4 separate regions of the Mus musculus genome follow, and regions 2, 3 and 4 are each linked to region 1. Evidence: chromatin contacts called from public Micro-C and promoter capture Hi-C data. All regions are on one chromosome and are shown on one strand. Each heading gives the region's core, a stretch centred on a gene start, on an enhancer-like site or on the middle of the called end of the contact. The rest is flanking DNA. Distances are from core to core; before and after follow the strand shown.

The links. Promoter capture Hi-C pulls out the DNA fragments that hold promoters and counts their contacts. A called contact is a pair of places that touch in the nucleus more often than the background predicts.
Region 2: a promoter capture Hi-C map of cranial neural crest shows a contact between it and region 1. The contact joins the enhancer-like site here to the promoter of Wfdc2 in region 1. A contact is called at or near these places in 9 of 39 promoter capture datasets (the 3T3-L1 cell line, 3T3-L1-derived adipocytes, the C10 cell line and 6 more), 1 of 15 datasets of contacts at CTCF or cohesin (the NIH/3T3 cell line), 4 of 484 Hi-C or Micro-C datasets (cortical neurons, palatal mesenchyme and uterus), 1 of 115 datasets of contacts at active chromatin or transcription factors (embryonic forebrain) and 1 of 9 other capture datasets (embryonic stem cells).
Region 3: a promoter capture Hi-C map of cranial neural crest shows a contact between it and region 1. The contact joins the enhancer-like site here to the promoter of Wfdc2 in region 1. A contact is called at or near these places in 6 of 39 promoter capture datasets (the 3T3-L1 cell line, the HPC-7 cell line, the SN4741 cell line and 3 more), 1 of 484 Hi-C or Micro-C datasets (cortical neurons) and 1 of 115 datasets of contacts at active chromatin or transcription factors (pancreatic cancer cells).
Region 4: a Micro-C map of embryonic stem cells shows a contact between it and region 1, with 2.3 times the contacts expected there. The contact joins the promoter of Pltp here to the promoter of Wfdc2 in region 1. A contact is called at or near these places in 1 of 484 Hi-C or Micro-C datasets (embryonic stem cells) and 1 of 115 datasets of contacts at active chromatin or transcription factors (pancreatic cancer cells).

Annotation. Positions count from the first base shown.
Region 1 is chr2:164,560,780-164,564,202 of GRCm38.p6, reverse strand. Wfdc2 (WAP four-disulfide core domain 2) reads right to left here and starts at 1,487. Exons shown (of 5, transcript NM_026323.2): 1 at 1,399-1,487; 2 at 752-895; 3 at 1-146. The coding sequence starts at 1,477.
Region 2 is chr2:164,113,976-164,117,398 of GRCm38.p6, reverse strand. The region is part of intron 9 of Stk4 (serine/threonine kinase 4); the gene reads right to left. Among named protein-coding and RNA genes, the nearest start is that of Stk4, 42 kb to the right of the region's middle. Within about 2 kb of position 1,643, at least 16 of the 459 cell types and tissues checked have an H3K27ac peak or open chromatin away from gene starts, as enhancers often do.
Region 3 is chr2:164,140,586-164,144,008 of GRCm38.p6, reverse strand. All of the region lies in intron 10 of Stk4 (serine/threonine kinase 4), which reads right to left. Among named protein-coding and RNA genes, the nearest start is that of Kcns1, 29 kb to the left of the region's middle. Within about 2 kb of position 1,713, at least 64 of the 459 cell types and tissues checked have an H3K27ac peak or open chromatin away from gene starts, as enhancers often do. A contact at or near this core is called in cortical neurons, where this site is marked.
Region 4 is chr2:164,855,973-164,859,395 of GRCm38.p6, reverse strand. Pltp (phospholipid transfer protein) reads left to right here and starts at 1,688. Exons shown (of 16, transcript NM_011125.2): 1 at 1,688-1,812; 2 at 2,399-2,509; 3 at 2,593-2,692. The coding sequence starts at 2,410.

The sequences.
Region 1 (3,423 bases), core at 238-2,737:
TAAGCCTTCCCTGGTCACAGCTGGTGGCTTCGTGGAGACTTGACCTCCCGGTGGTTTAGTAGTGTGGTCAAGGCCCGCTGATTGAGTAGTAGTCCCAGTCTCTGAGAGTTTAGTATCTGTCCCTGAGAGCTCTCCTTCGCTCGGTCCTAAAGGTTGTGGAAATAAAGATACAAGAGGAAAATCCAGTGTCAAAGAAAGAAACGGAACCTCTGCCAGCCACAGGATGGCGGTGTAACTTTGTGCGAGAACATTTATTTTGGCGGCTCACTTCCACAACCTTAGGATGTGGCAAAAGATTTCTCCCTCCCTCAGGTACAAATCTTGAGTCTTGCTAGGCCAGACCGTTGAGGGCCCTGCGGGAAGAACCCCAAGGGGCAACAGGTCCCTAAGGCTCGGGTCCCGGCACTGACGCCACCCAGGGTTTGCCCTCCAACTCCAGCCTAGGAAGCCACTGCTCTCAGGTCCCGGAACAAAGTCTCGCTGTGCGTGCCCGGAAGCCCTTCATGCACCAGAGAATCGAATCCAGCCAGGAATGGGGGGGAGGGGGGCTCCTTCCCCTGGGCCGCGCCTCTGTGACGCCTTTGTCCCTCGCATTTACCCCAGGCCAGACAAGGGAGGCACGTGTGGATCGGGTTTCCACCGCTTTTCGGGCTCCCTGGATCTGGGATGCCCTTCTTCGCCAAACCCAAACCCGGGCCGCTCCCACCTCTCACAACCCCGCCCTGTCCCCGCCAGGTCACCCCGGGGCTACCATTAGGCTTGGAGCAGACAGAGCTGCAGCCCGCCTGGCAGCACTTGCGGTTGTCCGCACAGTCCTTGTCCAAAGTGCACTCCAACACACAGTCCGTAATTGGTTCAAGCTGGGGGCACTCGCCGGGTTTCTCTGCATCGGTGCCTTGGGATGGGTGGGTGGGAGCAGAGACTTGTCAGGGAGAACCGAGCCCAGTCCCACCCGCATATCCTCTCCCTGCTCCGAGATCCCCAAATTTCAACCCCAAGGATTTCGGATTCTTTGGCCCAGGGGCCCCCATAATATCATCCCAGAGAGCCTCACCCCCGAGCCAGGGGTCTCTGACACTAGAGAACTCCCCAATGCTTGGCTTCAAAGTCCCCAGTCCTCTGGGACTTGAGCCTCTGCTTGGAAGCTTCCGCCATCCCGGGAGTTTCCCGCTCCTCTTCATCAGGTCTCTGCTTTCAGAGCTGAGAGAGCCCCCGCCCTTCCAACTTTAAGCCTTCATTGATTCCCCCTCCCCCCTTCCCAGTACATTCCCCGGACCCTAAGCTTCAAGGATAACTAGCTGTAGGCCCCAGAGTTGCAAAAATTAAATATTCACTGGCCTCTCACCTTAGTCCCAGAACCCCGGCTTCTGAGACTCCGGCACTCTGGGCTGCACTCACCTGTGGCTGAGATGGGGGTGAACAGTAGCAACCCTAGTAGGAGGCCAGCGGCCAGCAAGCAGAGGCGACAGGCAGGCATGGTGCAGGTGTGACCTGCAGCCAGGATGGGGGGGATTTAAGCACTCGCGCGGGGAGGGGGGCGGGGCCGAGTGAGGGGTACAGGAGGCGGGTAGGAAGCACAGCGGGCAGCGCGGGCGCCCTGCCACCTCACGCCATTTCACAATCCCCCTGGATCAGGTGTCATTCTTGGCTCTGGTGGGAACCAGGAACCGAGACAGCTTCCAAGCCGGCTGCAGCCGGACACTTGTCCACCCCTCCCTCTCTTCCTACCTTTCTAAGGCCTGAGGGCAAGGCAGGGCAGTGAGAGCTGAAAGCTCCCTGGGATCAGTTTTAAAGAGTCTGTTGACTCCCCAGGAGTCCAAGATTAAGGAGAAAACGGCAAGGCTGCAGTGATGGAGCCAAAAGGAGGCAAAAGATGCTGGGGATTAAATGGCTGAGATTGGGGCCAGATGAACCACAGCATGCAGAGCCCTGTTCAAGGATTAGTAGAGGCTGGTGTAGTGGAGGCTACAGAAATAAGACTTATTAACAAAGGAAGCCAGCTGACAAGGAACACATCCAGGAAGGAGCAACACCCGTGCAATTTCCAGCTCTCTCGGGCATTTCTTTTGCCTTTTCTTACCCCAGTCCATTGGGGCAGGATAGAGTGTTTCACTACTATGACTAGAGAGTGATGCACAGGCTGGACCACTTCAGAGGCTTGTCCCCAACCGAAGTTCCAGGCTAAAGTTTTTGGATCTCCATTTCTTCCTCCAGGCTCTGTTTCCTCCAGATGCCTACCAAATGACACATAACAGAGAGAGTGTTATGGTGGTGACTATGCAACGCTGGCACTTCAGGATATCCTTCCCTTTATTATCAGGTAAAACTTAGCAGCGCAAACCGGGTGTCTTAGCATTTTACTGCTGTGAACAGACACCATGACTAAGGCAACTCTCATAAGGACAACATTTAATTGGGGCTGGCTTACAGGTTCAGAGGTTCAATCCATTATCATCAGGGTGGGAGCATGGCAGCATCCAGGTAGGCATGGTGCAGGAGGAACTGAGAGTTCTACATCTTCATCTGAAGGCTGCTAAGAGAAGACTAACTTCCAGAAAGCTAGGGAGAAAGGCCACCCCCACAGTGATACACTTCCTCCAACAAGGCTACCCCTCCAAATAGTACCACTCCCTGGGACAAGCATATTCAAACCACCACACTGGGCATGTGCAGGAATAGACTTTTCTCTAAGAACCTCCCTGTTTGGATTTGTATAGGCTTCCATAATAAATTCCTCACCCTTTCTAACCTTCCTTTGTTGCTTGATAGTAGACTCCTTGTGGAGTCTACTATCGTGTGCTCCTGGCCTCACATGATGTCAACCACCATATCCGGTTACCGTAATCAAAAGGGGGCTGTCCGGTGCTGGTCCTGGAGTGACAGGGACCAGGTTCCACCTCCTCCACTTCCCATTTGAAGGACCTTGGGTGAAACTCCTCTCCTTTTTGAAGAGCCATTTTTGTCATCTGTAAAAATGATGGTCGAGGGGTGGGGGATGTGTCTCAGTGGACATGGCATTTGCCTGGTGTGTGTGAGGCCCTAGGTTCAATGCTCAGGGCTACAGGGAGAGGGAAAGAATGACGATTAAAGTCATGCTCCCGCCAGGAACAACCGTGAATTCCGTAGTTGTTGACATAGGAACCCTAGGGCCTGGCGTGTGACTACCACATACAGAGCCACGAGTCCCCAACAAATAATAAATGCCCACTGTTACAAAGGAGCCTGATGAGTGTAGCCTACCTTCTATGTTCCTGAGCCCCATGTCCTTGGATTCAACCGACCTCTGGTGGAAAATATTTGGGGATAAAACTGCACCTGGACCAAGCACATGCTGGCTCTCATTCTTCTTGATGTTCCTTAAACAATACAGTGCCCAGTCCTTTATGGTGGAGGGTGTTTCGCAAGATTGAAAGCGCACCAGAA
Region 2 (3,423 bases), core at 394-2,893, 450 kb after region 1:
CCTTCCACTTGTGAAATATTATGTAATTTTCTGCTGCTGCTAAGGATCAAAAGCAAAGCCCTGTGCATACCAGGCAAGTATTCTCCCACTGAACTCTAGCCTTATATAACTTTCTTTTTATGTAACTTTTATATATACATTTATATAACTTTTATATAACACACACACATACACCCATAGCCTTATATAACTAATTTCTATTTCTTTTCATTTGTATTTATTTGTTTATTTACTTATTTGAGTCAGGGTCTCACTTTGCAAATCTGGCTGGCCTGGAATTTACTACGTAGACTAGGCTGGCCGCAAACTCAGAGATCCCCCTGCCTCTGTCTTTCAAGAGCTTGGATTAAAGGCATGTAGCTTCATACCTGGCCCATAAATAATTTTAAAATATTATTTACAAATGACTTTTATGGGATATAATACCATATTACAGCATGAGCTGAGCTCTGTAAACTCCTATACACAGGAGAAAAGTATTCCAAACCGCTAAGTGACTCCTCAGACATTCGTGTTCTTTCTCTATCACCCATGTCAGGCAATCCCAGGTCTGCCACTGCAAGGTACTACCACTGCTATGCTGCAGCTTCCTTCTCACAGGGGATTTCACACAAGGAAGACACGACGCACTATTGTTTTGTGTGTTCTACAGAAAATACAAGGTGCTTCTGAGGTTTGCTTTGTTAGTTTTCAAGCTTCACTATTACTGCATACCGAAGTACTACAAGAACTATAATAATAAAACAAGCTTGTAAAACTGTGACACGGGACTTGCTAAGGAGACAAGAAGTCATGCTCTGTGCTTAGTTCCCTCGTCTGGGAAGTCAAGAGGAAGGACAGGCCATGAAACAGCTGCATAGCAACCCTCACCTGATCCTACCCGTGAGCACGGAGCATCAGACCCTCACCTGATCCTACCCGTGAGCACGGAGTATCAGAACCCAGTGTCAATCAGCCTGGAGCCTGCTGAGCAGGCACAGAACACAGTAACTATACAAAACACCCTAGGTTCCCCGGGCAGCTGAGCAGACCAGAAAACCTAGCAAGTTCAAACTACCACATAGCTGTTTGGGAAAAGATTACAGTGGATATGTACCTCACACCCAAAACAAAGAATTTCCAAACTGATAAACAGCAACTGCAAAAACGGAAACTGTAAATTCTAGAGGAAAATGTGAGAATACACTTAAAGCCCAGTTCTGGGGAAGGCTTTCCAATGGTGACAGACATACAGACAGGAAGGGAAGAAGGGAAGGAGGGAGGGACGGATGGACGGACGGATAGATGGAGAGAAGCTACTTCACGTGTGTGAAAGAGCAGCACAGATTTTAAAATTATTAAATAGTATAAGACACATACTTTATAAGCCAAACTAAAAAATAAATTCTGAGAAGTGTTTGCAACAAATACCATAAAATGTTTTAAAGAACTTCATTTTAAAGATTGTAAGAATACTTTGTGAATCTGGGGAACAGTGAGATAAATATTGGTAGCACGCACAAAACTACCCAACGGTTCTTAAAAAGGTAAAGAGAAAGGCTTCCATTCAGTTAGAAGAGAAACTTAAATTAAAGCCATATGCGGTACCTACCATTGCTTAACACTTTAACTGGCAAAACTTCAGTCCCAATCATGCACCCTGGGTAAGGTGGTGGGGCCAGCCACTCCCACTGTGGCTGAATCAACTGTACAGTGTGCAACGGCTGTCAGCGGGACTGGCGGAGTAAGTATGAAACCATGGGCCTGAAGCACAAATGAACAGTCTGTAGTGCGGAGTCTCAACGAGAGCTCTGAACGTGAACTGTGTTTTTAAAAAAGATCCTGCCAAGCAGTTTTGATTCGAGGACACCAAAGCCACAGCACCTTAACACCAATGAGCGTTCCCAGAGCAGATCTAATGTGTGAAAAGAAAACAAACAAACAAACCTCCTCTACTGAAAAAAGGGCAACAGCAAAGTCTAGGACTAAGGAAAAGAACGATGAGTGAGCCTCCATCTCTTTAGGCAGGGGAGTAGAGGCCAATGCACCCCACAGCCTTATCAGAGAGGTTTCCTCTTGCAGTAGATGGTGATTAACCCAGACTGGACAAGCACCTTCCAACAGAACAGGGCTGATGGACAGATGAACTCGCATAGGCTATTACAGCACACACATGGCCTCACGGCTTCAAACCACACAAAACACCAGCACAACGTCTCACCGATAACCTAGATGCCATGGCAACTGATAGTTGCTATGAAAGGGAAAAATCTGTTTCCTTCAGTGGAGTGACACTGGCTCTACCAATTACTCTCTAGGCAGCTTGCTGCTTACACAATATGTAGTTGGCCAACACCAAATGGACTCCATGATTGACTGGTGTGTGTGTGTGTCGTCTGTCTGTGGCATGTCACACCTGCAGGTTTTTAAGAACTTTAACCAATAAACGTGCCAAAGTGGACAGGTGTTCAACTAGAAGGCCTCAACCCTACACAGAGAGCTATAGACGGCAACTCAGGGATCCTAAGAGGGGAGAAACAGTCTCCTCAGGGAAGAGTACAACTGGCTATGCAGTATCAAAGGGTCATCCCTGCGGCACACAGACGAGTGGCATTATATAGGCGGAGCAGGTTGTATATTTAGGAACATATATGTTTAATGGCAATTCATGAGAAAAGAGACCATGAAACTGAAGGGAGCATGGAGGGCTTATGGGAGGGCTTGGAGGGAGGAAAGGAAAAGGAGGAATGTAATAATATTATAATCTTGAAAATAAAAGAACAAAAGAACATTAAGTTGGGGAAGGAGGAAGAATATGCTCAAAATATTATCTATAAAAATTTAAAAAAATAAAAGATTGACAAGAGCTATAGAAAGGATAGCCCTGTGCTGGAGAAGGGCTTAGCTAGCTGGGAGCAAACACTTGGCTCTGCAGCCTCTCTGTGGCCCTAGAGTTGGCGGTCTCCTTGCACAGCAAAGAAACCAGGAGGTCCCCACTAAAGCAATGGCTCCAGCATTCCTGCAGCAGCAGAAAGAACACAGCAGGCGAGACCCTCCCCACCTCAGCCACCAGGCCAGCCAGCCTCCAACCTTCCTCCAAGGCCTCCGCATCTCCCCACCTCAGCAGCAGCAGAGCACCCGTGAGAACCCAGCGTCCACGCTGCTCCCTTGTCCCTCAAGACTCCTTGCAAGGCCTCAGGGGACCCAATTCTCCCACAAGGACAGAAGCAGCCAGATGGGACTTTGCTCAGTAGCCCATGCAAGCCACAACTCCAGCAACATCTGAAGCCAATGCCTGGAGACCCCAAAATAAGCTCCTCCACTGAATGTCTAAGCCTGCTCGTGGCTCCCCCCAGTGTGTGGACACTGGTGTGGGATTCTCTGAGAAGCAACCAACAGGAATGGTTTGATGTCTCCAAACTGACACCTCCGCACCCACTCCTC
Region 3 (3,423 bases), core at 464-2,963, 420 kb after region 1:
AAAACTGTACATATCAGTCAAAGCTCATCAACCTTGTACATAATGGAAGCAAATTTTATATTATGTAAATTAAAACTCAATAAACCTGACTTTACAAGACAAATACCTACATATCAAAAATTGCCAGTTGTAAGGTAATGTAAGGGCATTTACAGCCTTACATGTGTGTACTAAAAAGGAAAGAGCGACTCTATGGTTGTCTATATTATTTCTGCAGTTGCCAGGCCTGAGTGGAGAGCCTTGTACAGGCTCGGTGAAGGTTCTACCATGGAGCTGAAAGCCCAGAACTAATGCCAATGCATTAAAGACTTAAGACAAAACCAACATTTCACAGGGGCAAAACCCAATTCACCCAGAATGAAACAAGAATACGGACTGGAAGTCTGAGAACACTGACAGAGCTGATGAGCTAGACTTTATAATGTCCTCAAACGAGAGTTACTGACACGGCCAGGACAGACAGACAGACAGGGCATCACACAGCAAGGTGTTTTCTCTGCACGCTGGAAACGTTAACCCCTAACTGCCAGTACTGGCAATATGACTAAGGATTGACCATGAAAGAAGTCAAGAGCCACCATGGGCCCCAGCTCTTGCCACGGTGCTAATGCTGTGATTCTCAGCAAATCAAGCAAAATGACCAGAGCAGACCTACATACATACAAGACCAAGGCACACAAAAGAGAAAGCATCTAAACTGCAAGTAGGAACCAGCATTACTTGATGAGGAGGCAAGATTCAAGGATCTAGCTATATGGTAATTCTTTTAAGACGAGGTCTTACTAGGTAGCCAAGGCCAGCCTCCAACTTTCAGGACCCCTCCCCTTCTTCAGTCTCCCAAAGTGCTAGGATCATAGCTGGGCAGCCAGCTGCTGTACAGTATAACAGGAGCCACCTTAACATCCATCGGCTGTCAACATGGCTGGCATGTAGCACACTTCTGCACACATGTTCCTTTCATTCGATCATCACTTACAGCTAACGTGTAATGTGACTATAGATAGGGAATCTGAGGTGTCAGGAGTCACATAATTAATCCTCGTTTTCAAGGTTACAATCAGCAAGCATCAGCGAAGACTAAAACCAGATCTGCTTCTGGTTAAGTCTGCAGTTTCAATGAAATCAGAACCCAGAGTCTCTTGGGACGGACTTAACTCTCACCACCTCAGGAGAACCAACAACAGGCTTGTTCTGAGCAGCATTGGAATATAGGAGTACGCGTGAGCTTCCAGCCTCGGTTGGACTATAAGAGTATGCGTGAGCTGCCAGCCTTGGTTGCCACAGGGAGACAGCAAAGTGGCCTTCAGAGGGCCTTGTAGGACCCACCCTGCAGACTTGTCTGCAGTTCTTAGGATCTATTTCGGAGCTAGTCTGGACTCAGATATCTAGCTGACTAAGTGTTTGAGATTAAAACTATCCTTTAACATCAGAGAATGAAAGGAGCCAGGCAGTCTTGGATCAGGCAGTCTCAGACCCCAGCAGAGCAAATGAAAACAGCCTCAAGCTGGAGCAATGTTGTTTTGTGCTTTCTGTTTAGTGTATGTTTTGTTTTATTTTTGTTGTGTGTTTCAAGTGACCCTTGGGGACACAAACCACAGCATTTAAGTTTTGTTTTCAATGCCACCTCAGTAACTGCTATAAGCTGAGCTCAGATCTGATACTGCAATCACAGCAGAAGCAGGCGGCTGTGGGTTCTGAGACAAAGACGCCATTCACTGGCCGTGCAGATTCTCAGTGTATCTGCACAGCAGCTTTCCCTGGCGAGCCTGACGCGTGTCTTTCGGATTGCTATTTCTGGCCACGTTTCTGAAAGTAAGGAGCACAAGATCTCACTAGATTCCACGGTACAAGTGAGCCCAGTCTCAGCGTACTTTAAAACTGGCTCTACAGAAAACAGACAAGAAGTTGAAACAAAACAGTGTGTCCTGTGAGGACACATTTAGAAGAGTCTTCCCACCTCCTAGTGAGGACACAGTGGCATGTGGCATTTACCCAGGCCAGCTCCTGGGCATTCACTTGGCACCACCAGGCCAGAGACCTAAATACAACTCAGTCTCCTTCACCTTTCTTCTAGCCCAGGAGTGTAAGGAGAAGAAACCTCTCCAAAAAGATTGAAACCTAAATAAACACCAGACGACCAGAGAGCTGGCGGGAAGGATACCCTGGCTACTTCACATACTTAGCTGAGGGAGGAGGTGTCCTACAAATGAAAGTACAAAGACTCAACCCGAGGCAGCTCTCTGGTAGTCAAGGATTCCTGGCTTGATAAATTGGAATAATCTCAACTAACCCAAAAGGCCAAATACACTGACTGATTAGGTCAACTAAATTATACACTGCAATGGCTATTATATGACCATAAGCAAGTATTTTAAGCCAGGAATGGTGGTAGCTACCTATAACAACAACAATAAAAGGGAAGTTGAGGCAGGAAGACCATGAATTTTGAAGTATAGCCTAGGCTATACTGCTAAACTTTATCTCAAAAAATATTTTTAAAAAGGCCTGACTACGGGGCTGGCAGAGGCTCAGCAGTACTGTTCTTCCAGAGGAGCTGAGCTCAGCTCCAAGCACCCACAGCAGGTGGCCCCCATGTGTCAGGAACTCCAGTTCCAGGGAGACCCAATCAACATCACTGGCCTCCGCTGGTACCTGTACTCACGCTCACACATCCACGTACATAACTAAAACCAGTAATTTACTAAAGATGGTTCTGCAAAGATTTTTAAATATACAATGAAACAGGCTATGTTAGATGACAAAATTAAAACTATAGGCAGAAAGATTTCAGCTGTGTAAGACTGAAACTTACATATAAGCATAGAAAACTGGACGGAAGCACATCAAAATAAAGAAATTGTTGCTTGAGAGTGATAAATAGCAAGACATCTTTAAGTTTTTCTAGAATCTCTAAACTTTCTGAAATGCGCATAAAGCATTCTTTCTACAGCTGGAGTAGAGGCTGTATAATCCCCAAGAAGACCAAAGCAACACCGGAAACCAAGAAAGAAAATAACATTTATTAAATGCTTAATATAGGCAGGGGCACCTATATATTTTATACACATTTCATCACGTTGTACTCACCAACTCCTTCAGAAAAGTGTAATATGGGGTGGGGGTTGGTGTGGGGGTGAGGGTGGGTGTGGGTGTGGAGGGTAGTTGTGAGCTGCCTGATGTGAGTGCTGGCGATCAACCCTGGGTCAGAAGAGTTCCCATCCACTCAGCCGTCTTTCTAGTCTGTTCAGCAGATAAGGAAATCTGGTGGTGAAATGGATGCAAAGGCTGACAGAGAGACTCCCATGGCTCTCTCTACTGCATGTACTGACCCTTTGACCTCACTGGTACAACACAGTTCCTTTACTGGTAAAACTGATTTTGAATGGTGCTATAACTCAGGAGTCTGGGTACAAGGGGCAAATC
Region 4 (3,423 bases), core at 439-2,938, 290 kb before region 1:
AGAGCAATTCAATTCAAGAGGGAGGCGCCTAGTCTTACTGCAACTTGATATGCCTTGGTGAGGTTGGTTGCTCTCCCTGGGAGGCCTGCCCCTGTCTGAAGGGAAATGGAGGAGTGGATGTGGAGTGGACAGAGGGAAGGTGGGGGAGGAACTGGGAGAAGAGGTAGGAGGGGAATCTGTGGTCAGGGTGTAAAAGCAAGAAAGAAAATAAACATATATAACATATAATATGCAATATATTATACATAATACATAATATATATAATATGTAATGTATTATACATAATACATATAATATTTTATATGTATATGTATCACTAGGGATATGGCAGAGAATCTACACAGCACTTAAACCATCTATGTTTACAATAACCTTACACTAAACCTGGGGGATGTAGCTCACTTGGTAGAGTGCCTAACATGCACAGGTCCTGTATGCAGTATCCCCAGCACCAGACAGACCAGGAGTGATGCTGTACATCTGTAATCCCAGCATTCTGGCGATGGAGGCAGGAGAAGCCAAAGTTCAAGACCACCCTTAGTTGCATAGAGAATTCAGAGCCAGCCTGGGCTACATGAGAACCTTTCTCAACCCTCCCTCCCCTCCAAAACAAAAACAAAACCCCACTCCCTCCCCAAACCTTTAATATATACTATTTTAGATACGATTTAGAAGGAGAAAATCGCCTGAGCTATTTATACAATAAGTGTCCTGAGGCTGACATCCTAGGATGTAAGCGCTGGTCCCTCAGAGAGAAGGCTTCTTGAGCTACCAATCCTACCTCACACTGTTTTGGAACAATCCTTGAATTCTGCATTTACAGTCACAGAATTGTCTCAACCTCAACCTCCAGTTTCCTGCCAGAGAGCCAGCCTCACAGACTATAAGAAGGTAAAACCAGATCTAGAGTGATTAGCCATTCTGGTTCGCTTGGGACTGAGTGGATTCCCGTGGGTAGTTCTGAATCCAGGAAGGTCCTGGACAAAACAAGACTATTGGGTCAGCTGAGCTGGCTGAGTGCTGAGTGTTAAGTATATGCTCAGCAAACATCTTTATCAGTTCCCCCTTTCCATTTCGCCCGCATGGCTACAAAAAGAAAGCAAGCATCTACTGTCTGTTTTCCACTGTGATGCTCGGAACTGTGCGGGGCGGTGCACGGGGTGAGGGGGACTGTGCAAAGCAGCCACCTCCAAGTCCTCACTAAAGAATTCAGAGTTCCTCAGGAAGGCCAAACCTCCCTCTGGGATGATCGCTTTTCCAATAGGGGAAGGTCCCTGGGGCCCTAAAAGCCAATCAAGTAGGTTGGGGTCTCATAACAAAGCCAGCGGGAGACGGTTGTGAGAGAAAAGAAAGGGGAATGACCGTAGGGCATTGGCTTTCGCTGGCCTAGCGTGGAAGCCGAGTGGGAGTTCCCATAAGGAGGCACTCGGTGCTGGGTGAGGAAACTGAGGCTCCGCAGCCAAGTGAAGGAGTTTGTTTAGGAGCGTGCAGGAATTGCTGTGTGATTGGAATTCCACAGCAGTGGTTTGGCAAGCCGCTTTCTTCACTTTTCTCGCTCTTTTAGGAGCGAGTCCCCCACTTGTCCAGACAGCAGCTAGGCTTGTCACAGGCTCCGTACTGCCCTATCCACCCTCCCAACTGCCAGCGTCCCGCCCCGTCCCCTCCCAGCCCCCAAGGAGGAGGGAAGAACCGCGGCGAGGAGGGGGGTCGGAGGCCCAGACTTATAAAGGCTGCTGGACCCGCGCTACCCGCCAGACCCCGCCGCCCGGATCCCCCGCGCTGCCTGTCGCCCCACGTGACCACACTACTAAGTGAGTTGGGGCGCGTCCCCATCGCATCCCCAGACCCTCGTGAGTTGTGTGGCTCACTAAATCCAGGTGGGGAGGAGAGCGGATGAAGGAGGGCTCCGGGATGGGGCACCAGACAGAATGCGTTATAGCGGAGTCTTAGGAGCTAGGGGAGCGGAGGGACTCAGGGGATAGCGCTCAGTCGGGCCATCCCCGCGCGCGGCCTGGGAGACCTCAAGCTACTCAGCAGGAATGCGCTTGTGGTCGTCGCCATACCAACGCACAAGTCAGCACACGCCCTCCTCTGAAGGAAAAGAGAAAGTGTTGGTGGGGGATGGGGGGCTGTTCATCCTCCTGAGATCCAAACTTGTCACGAGGCAGTTGCACGGGGGAACCGAGCCCCAAATCCTTTGGAAGCAGGGCGCAAGTCTTATCGTGCTTCGGAACCTCGGTTTTGCATCAGGCAAAGACAAGATGATTGGTTCCGAGTGCCCCAAACACTTTACGGGCAGTAACGGTCCGGGCCAGCACTCCGTTCTAGTTGCATGACCAAAGAGTGGTTTTGAGCCTCTCAGATGACACCTGCGACTCGACCCCACCCTGCCCCCAGGCTTGGTCGCCATGGTCCTGCTCTGGGCCCTCTTCCTAGCGCTCCTGGCAGGTGCCCACGCCGAGCTCCCGGGCTGCAAGATCCGCGTCACCTCCGCGGCTCTGGATCTGGGTAAGGCGCGCGGCGGGAGCCGTGGACCGGGTGGGGTGCTCTGGCCCCGGGCGCGGGACCTGAGTGTCTCCATGCTATCTCAGTGAAGCAGGAAGGCCTGCGCTTTCTGGAACAAGAGCTGGAGACCATCACCATCCCAGACGTGTACGGCGCAAAGGGCCACTTTTACTACAATATCTCGGAGTAAGTAAGGCTCGGGGGGCCGGGGTCTCAAAGGTGGTGGGATGACCTGGGACACCGCCCCAGACTGGGCGGGTCTGGGCGTGGCCAATTAAATGAGGTGGGATCCATAATAACGAGTAAGGCTACTAGGTAAAAAGACTGGAGGTAGGCGGGTCCAAGAAAGGGGAATACGAACCAGCAGAATTGTAGCTTGGACCAAAGAACACCGCGATGATACACTGGAAGAATTTACCTGTGGGTGAGAGTGGAGTCTATCCAGAGGGTGGCGCCAAAAAGAGGGAAGCCCAGGATAGGAGAGATAGAGGTGAGGCGATGTGGGGTGAGTTAAAGTGATGGAGGCAAAGTCAAAGGACCAGGTGGAAAGCTCAGTCTGGCGCACGCCTGCCAAAAACAAAACAACAACAAAACAGAAACCAAAAAGACGAAAACAGATCTAGCAATCACAATGTGGACAGAACACGGAGGTGTAAGCAAGACCATAGTTTTTACTTATTTATTTTTAAGATTTTATTTAATTTTAATGTATGTGCATTGGTGTTTTGTCTGCATGTACGTCTTTGTGAGAGTGTCGGGTCCCCTTGGAACTATAGTTACAGACAGTTGTGAGATACTTTGTGGGTGCTGGGAATTAAAGAGGAGTCTTTTTGAAGAGGAGCCAGTGCTCTGAACCGCTGAGCTGTCTCTCCAGCCCCTATTTATTTATTCTTAAAGATTTATTTGTTTTTATTTAT